Linked DNA regions of Lactuca sativa: region 2 is linked to region 1. Evidence: chromatin contacts called from public Hi-C data. All regions are on one chromosome and are shown on one strand. The core of a region is the stretch at or near the end of the contact, and the rest is flanking DNA. Distances in the headings are between cores, read along the strand shown.

Region 1 (3,808 bases), core at 476-2,975:
CGGGAGTGGAATTGCGGGTTGTAGAGGCGGAATTGGAAAGAAGAGCGGAACGGAATAGGTTGTAGGGTTGTAGGGTGGATTTTGTTGTGGACCCCGGGAGTGGGCCCAGGTCGATGTTGGTTTCTGTGAAGAATTGGATTCCGATGATGTGGGTTATTTCATCGTCATCGCCGTATATGGAGGTCATTCGGAGTCTGTTCATAATTGGGGTGCCATCTTTTCTGAAATTTAGGAGTTCTCCTTGGAATTCAATTCCGTTGTTGATGCATCTTCTGATTTCTGAAACTACTGAAGAGTCTACTAATGGATGCCTTCTTTTTGCGTATGGACCTCTGCATTGTAAGAATCGGCTGCAAATATAGATGAAGTGGTATTATAGTAAATAGCAATAATACAATGTATATATTATGAAAGAAAGATGCATCAAGCAATTTTTGGTAATAATGTATTTATTATGCTCTTAATACTCCTAATGGCATTCACCATACTATGCTAGATGCTTAAAAAACACAAACAGGTCTTTTGTGCTCATCATCAAAGATAACATGACCTGAATAATACAATAATTCCATGTGATCTATCAGGATGATTAATGCTTCCCATGTACAATCCAAAAGAAGTTTATTGGTAAGCACATGCATGTCAACATATTATCTAATTAGAATCCTTGACCCCTAAATGACAACATTAGTGCAGAGGGTATATCATGATCTTGTTAAGCTTTATTAACTGTTCAGAATAATTATACCAAGCATATCGAGTAATAATTATTGTACATTGATTATTCTGGATTTCTCATTACTATTAAAACAATTATTAGGTTTGTTTATCCATGCTTGGTGTTATGAAACAAACTCACGGGAATTCAGGGGATTATTTAGATTTACATTATCTTATGTGCAACGCAATTCCTGGTGTTTTTTTTGAAGGTTATTGATGTACTAAAGTGCTAGATTTGAAGGTTATCTATGGTGCATATGTTTCAAAAGAACAAAATTAAGCAAAAACCTACGATATCAAGAACGAGAATATTTCAAAACCCCAAAACACAGTAACCCTAAACAACAAGATCATTTTATAAAAACGAATGGCTCAATTGAGCTAATTTCAATTAGGTGGATTAAAACAGTACTCACCAATTATGACCAAGGACTTCTTCAGCGCGATACCCAGTAACCATCTCGAAAACCGAATTGACGTAGATAATCGGTTGATCAGGCTCTAACGCATCCGTAACCACAAAACCACACGGCGCCGGTTGAAGCAGGCTATCGACGGGGTACGGCAAGGGGCCGCCATCGTTCAATAAAAACCCTTCTTCCTCGTCACCACTCAGATCAGAACTGCTACTGTCCCACTCCATAAAAAGCAAAGCAAATATCGAATAACTGGCGCTTCACCCCATAAGATACACCTCAAATTGAAACAGAAAAAAAAAAAAAAAAAAAAAAAAAAAAAAAAAAAAAACAAATAGAGTGGTAGACAGATGAGTCACTGAAGAAGAAGAAGAAGTAAAAACCCTAATAGAAACAACTATTCCTAGTAAAATCTAGACGAACCTCTGATGAAATAGGGTTTTGTGTGGCTTAATTTCGAGTTATTGGGTTGTGTAAATGAGTGGTGCGTATGAATTTTGCAAATGAGCTCGTACAGAGAGAGAGAGCAACACAGAAGGGGGATGAAGAGGTGATATCGAAATATCTCCACGGCTCTCCTGACTCCACAAAGAATTTGGAAATTTGTATGTTTCCACTCCCCAAAACTGTTTTATCTTTTTTAGTAATAGTGGCCCTTGACTTCTTTCATTTTTTGTTAATTGACTTAATTAATTATGTGAAAAACTAAATATATTAAAGTTACTCATATAAGTGTGGTGTGTATTATACGACTATTTTTTCGAAATTTAAAAAATATCGTAAGAATTTCTTTTATGGATATGTTTTTTTGTTGATAAATATTAGTAACCCTTGAAATAGCAACTTATATCATTCACTAGGTATTAATATTATCGGTCAACCATTAATTATGTCATCTTAAAAACCTTCCATTTAGGCTCACGGATTGTATTTTGTATTCATGGTAGATTAATATTATTATATTCCTCATCCAGCTATTATGAATTTCATATTAAAAGAAATTTTTATAGACTTGTGGCATGCACATGTTATTTGCGAGGATCAAACAAGCCTCTATTTAAGAGAAGTGCAATGATAATAAACATGTTATAACTAACTAAAAATGGTGAATAAGTTTGCGACAACTAAGATTCCTACTAATGTGGGTATAAGTTCATTAGTGATTCAAGTAATTTAATGGCTAGGAAATTATGTATAATCGTGTACATAAATCATCACATGAAATAAGAAACCAAATAACATGAAATAAGCAACCAAAAGCAAAAAAATGACATAAAAGGGATGACCGAAAAAATTAGTGGAAATTATGAAGTGCAAGCAACACATAAGCGTGAATTCCACAAGGATCACACTAAATAATGGCCTATTATATATACACAACTTTTAAAAACATATAATTTTCCAATCTTGGGTTGACTTAACAAAAAAAGTGGACGTGAATTATTATTTATTTAAAAAAAATAAAATAAATTAAATTAAAGGTAATCAGAGGGATAGGGCTCGTGTTTGTGGTAGTTAAGGGGTTATCAGAGCAAGGTTCTAAAAGTTTCGGACTGTGGAATAAATGCACAGATGGAGAAGGGTACCTAAGTAATATAAAATAAAGTGTAAATATAAAATATAAATATATTAATTTCTTTTTCATTTTATACATGCCAAAGTTTCATATTTAAATAAAACTCCCTCTTCTTACTTCTCTCTCTGTTGGTTCATATTGCTTATCATGGCGTTCTTTAGAATTTTGATCCAGATCGAGTGTTGTGTATGTCTACTAAATTCATTTGATGATTGTAAGTATTTCCTTTTGTTTATCAATCGAAAACATATAGTATAATATAGTTTCATATGGTTAAAAACATCCGAAACTATATTTTAATTCCTCTCTGCGATTAGATTTATACATTTTTATCATGCTTATATATAATTAATACAATCATAGCAAAAAATTGGATAGATCATAGATGTAATTCAATTGCTTTGTTCTGTATTCAGATCTAAGCCTCAAACTCCATATGTTTATAACGAGACTATATACATCCTCTAACAGCCATTTGGATTTCAATCTCCAACAACAATCTTTGGGCTACTTCGTTGAAATCACAAGGTAACCAATTTAAACAGAGCACGTCTAGTGTATGGAATTTGTCAAGAATTGTCTCCATAGAAATTATGTTTACCAAGTTTATGAATAAAGATGAAGAATAAAAAGGAGTAATGATGAGGTTTGTAACAATGGAAATGGAAAGGAGCAAAAGATGGAAGATAAAGCTGGCCTAATTGTTACGATGCTTCACTCAGAAGAGTTGGGAGCTTGTAAAGATGAGAAGGAGGTTAAAGCGTCAAGAATTGAAAACCTCGATTGGGGCGAGTAATGACTAATTAAACGGACATTGTTTGTTATTTCATGATTAAACGGTGCACTTTTACCATTCCTACAGGTGTACAAAAAGTTAAATATATGGTGTCCCTTATAAGCATTTACTTAGAGTATTTTGGATTTAGATTATTTCAAAAAGGATGGGTTGTAATCTTCTCTTAAGATCCTATATGTGAAAAACAATCTCAAAAACACTAAGACCTCTATTTAGATTCTTAAGATCTCAACTAGGATAGCTTATATCGATCTAATCTTACATCATTAGTTTTTATTATGTCTTTAAGTCTTTAGTTTT
Region 2 (3,808 bases), core at 492-2,991, 480 kb after region 1:
TCTAAGAGAATGAGGGAGAGAGATAGAGAGAGAAAGGCATCGTTTCCAAATTTGTAAACCGTAGCTCCAATATGTAAACACTAACGCCTTGTCGTTCCGATCTAAAACCTCTATGTCAGGCAAGAACAACCTTTATGGTATAAAAACCCTAAATCATTTGTGTAGAAGGGTGACATATTTAACTCTTCCGGCAACAGCTGGTCAAGGTTTCTCATAATGGAATCCCTATTCCATCTGACTAATTTTCGATGACTCCCTCCCCTTATCTTCATGGATGACGACCATATCATATCTAATTATTGTTCGACAAGTCTACACCAAAAACCAATAACTCCAACTCTTGCTTCAACGAGGGAGACTTCGACCTAGATTAGTGATGCTCTAACAAATCAATCAAGCTTCAACCTAGAGATCGATTCCACACAGAAAAATGTGTAGAACAAAAACGCATTATATTTCGTTAATATATCTCTAACATAACTTTAGATTCTAGTGTAATTGTAGTCTGAATGCATGATGTGAACTAGATAATGGAGTATCGTCCTCTGCAATCTTCCTTTGTTTTTTTTAAGGTAAACATAATCGAGTCAATTGTTTGCATTTACAAGTCGATCAAGTCACATCGTTCCAAAATGGTGGGACTCTATCGGGTTTTATTAGTTGTCGGTAGGGCTGTAAATGAACCAAATGAACATGAACAGGGTCTTGTTTATGTTCGTTCGTTTAAATTAGCCGAACAACAAACGAACATGAACAGATAAACGAACAAGATTTTCTTGTTCATGTTCGTTCGTTTATGTTCGTGAACATGCTAAACGGACAAACATAAACGAACAAAGATAAAAAAAAATACAATTGAACATATATGAACATAAACGAATATATAATATAGCAATATAATAAAAAAAACATTTAATATAAATGAATATAAATAAACTTAAACAAACGAACATAAACGAACGGAAACGAACATCATAAACAAATGTTCACAAACATAAATGAACGAACGAGATCATTGTTCATGTTCATTCATTTATTAAATAAACGAACATAAACGAACTTTCCGCCAAGTTCAGTTCGTTTACAGCCCTAGTTGTCGGTGTTGGCATTGATACAAGATTCATAAGTGAGATGATGATGGTGGAAGAGTCTTGAAGATCTTGAAGAAATGTGTGTGTGTGTGTGTGTGAGAGAGGGGGAGGGGGGGGGGGGGGTAAGTGAGGGTAAGATGACCCATTTACTCTAATATTTATATAAACTTAAAAATAAATAAATAAAATTAAAATCAAAATTATCAAATGAATTCTTTTATATTGTTTAGAAATAAATAAGGCTTTGGAATTATATGGACCTTCTCATAAAAAATTAATTAAAATGTAGACTTATGATTTTGTTGTAAATAACATGAGACTATTTATACATATTTATCTAATTTTTTTAACATTCAACATTCAAATAAATCGTACTTAAAAAAAGTCCATATTCATCCAATTTTTATTTAACAACACGTCCTGGGAAAGATTTATCAGGATAATATTATATTTAACGGAAAGATAAGTTTAATGATACACAATTATACATTATAGATTTATAGAGAATATATTTATGATTTTATAAAAAAAGTGATAAAGGATAAAGAAAGAAAAATAATAAAAGGGAGGGTGGAGGTTGGGTAAAGGGGCCCACAATCACATTGGGGTTAGAGGTCATAACGGGTGGTATCTTCAACGAGGGAAGGGGTGTGTGGTGAAGTATAAAGAGACTCATACACCTGAGGTGTAGAAAACCCTTTCCTCAACAACACCAAATCTCTCTCTTTCTCTTTGGGGTTTGAGTACAATTCAAACTCCATTGCTTCTCTCTCTTCATTATAACCTACTGATGCTCTTCTTCATTCATTAATTTCCCCCAATTAAACACATCTCTCTTGCTCTTTTGATTTCTCGGCGTCGTCGCCGCCGTTCATCGGTGTTGTCGTCTCTCAGCCACTGCCAAGATGGGCGGTGATAAAGCGCTTAGTCTCGAAGAGATTAAAAACGAGACTGTTGATCTGGTATGAACAACACTTTCTCTTCTTCTCTAGTCCTTTCTGAGAGATTTTTTTTTTCTGAATAAACTTTGGAAATCAACTTAAGTTTCTGCTGATTTTTTTTTCTTATTTCGATTTGAGATTTGAGATTGAAATCGTCGTTAGCGACATTAACATCATCATTGATTAACGCAGCAACATCATGTTGTTTGTTTTTAATTTGCTTTTTGGTGCGTTCACGCATGTGAACACTTTCCTTCATAAACAAACACCTTACTTCACTTGTTTATTCCTCCTATCAGTTACGAATCGATTAAAATAATGATTTAAATTTCCTGTACGGTTTGCATGCTAATCGACAAAGTTACTTGTTTTTCTTTCCTAAAAATAATTTAAACGTTTTCTTTGCGTTTCCTCTATCGCTTTCAAGGTATGTGTACGATTGCAATTTTGATTTTAACACCTCATGATTCGCTTTTATATATGCCTTTATTACTGTCCAACTTGCGTAATAGAATGAAATTCTTCAATTATTTACTCTATAATTCTCACGAATAATAGAGGTGGATTAATTGTTTTGGTCTCTTAATCAACAGTCTGAGTTTTATTTTAATTCGAATATTGATTGATCTTCTCAATCGTGTGTGGATATTAGAGATGATTGTGAAGAACTCTTTTCACTTTAAATTCAATGGATAGTCAAAGATGGCTTTGTTGATATTTTTAAATTAAGTTGATATAATAAATATAATGGAGTTAATTTGAAAAAAAAAATCTTGGAGGAAATATAACAGAATTTGCAGGTTTTTTAGAATTTTGATTTTTTGTTAAGTTGTTAAGAATATCAGAATCTTTTGATATCATTAGATAAATCAAGATATTTTTGTTAGGCATCAAATCTAGATTTTTTGCTTTTAGGTTCTTGATTTTGATTTAAATTTAAAATAAGGGGTTATGATTTATTTGTCCAACTAACTTACCGTCTTACATTTTTTTTTTTTTCATTTTATGCAGTATAATCACTTATTTTTTTTAATAAATTATGTATTCTGCTGTCACCTTTTTTTTACCAATTTATGTAACAAAATAATTCTCTTATCAAATTATGCATGCATAATTGGTAAATTTGTTAGTGACAAATTAAAATATGATTGAATAAATTGGTAAGAATTTCATCTCATTTTATTATATAGTAAAAATGTATAAAAACAAGTTATTAAATAAATAAGCGAAACAAGAAATCAATGAGTAAATATTGAATAGTTGCAAGATTAAACAAATTTCCGAAATCGAACTTATTTAAGTTAAAAGTAAAATGGTCTTCTATGATTTCGAAATCAATATTGGCTATTAATGCTTACATTCTACGCAATAAATTGTAAGCATTAAATTGTAAGTTGAATCCCTAAAAGAACATGTTTTTATATCATAAAATTATATGGTGCATGAATTATTACCAACTTTTAATCAAAAATTTTGTATACAATACTGATTGTTACACAATTTATATGATTTTCTTATTAACATGTCTTCTACACATTTTAGTGTTCAAAAAATCACCTTAGAAAAAAAAATTAAAGTAATAGTATTTAGTAGCCTATTTTATGCATATATTCTCACTTAAAGTCTTGGATACTTTTGCAAAGTAGTCATTTAGCTTTTGAAATAACGCTTGAGAATAATGTAAATGAATAGACCAACGAACTACAAAAGTCTATAGGTATACTTTTTAAATTAAAAATTAAATAATTGTTAATTTTATTATTTAATTAATTATTT

Evidence for each region. Hi-C and Micro-C count contacts between places; a contact is called where the count stands out from the background.
Region 2: a contact with region 1 is called in a Hi-C map of leaf, with 3 times the contacts expected there. The contact joins the promoter of LOC111909588 here to the promoter of LOC111909590 in region 1. A contact is called at or near these places in 2 of 4 Hi-C or Micro-C datasets (both in leaf).

What each region holds. Positions count from the first base shown.
Region 1 is chr8:104,495,965-104,499,772 of Lsat_Salinas_v11, forward strand. It overlaps LOC111909590 (adagio protein 1), which reads right to left and starts at 1,726. Exons shown (of 2, transcript XM_023905377.3): 1 at 1,137-1,726; 2 at 1-350. The coding sequence starts at 1,363. LOC111909591 (a long non-coding RNA gene) reads left to right here and starts at 2,710. Exons shown (of 2, transcript XR_002856247.3): 1 at 2,710-2,926; 2 at 3,129-3,727.
Region 2 is chr8:104,972,588-104,976,395 of Lsat_Salinas_v11, forward strand. LOC111909588 (plasma membrane ATPase 4) reads left to right here and starts at 1,742. Exons shown (of 15, transcript XM_023905376.2): 1 at 1,742-2,053. The coding sequence starts at 1,997.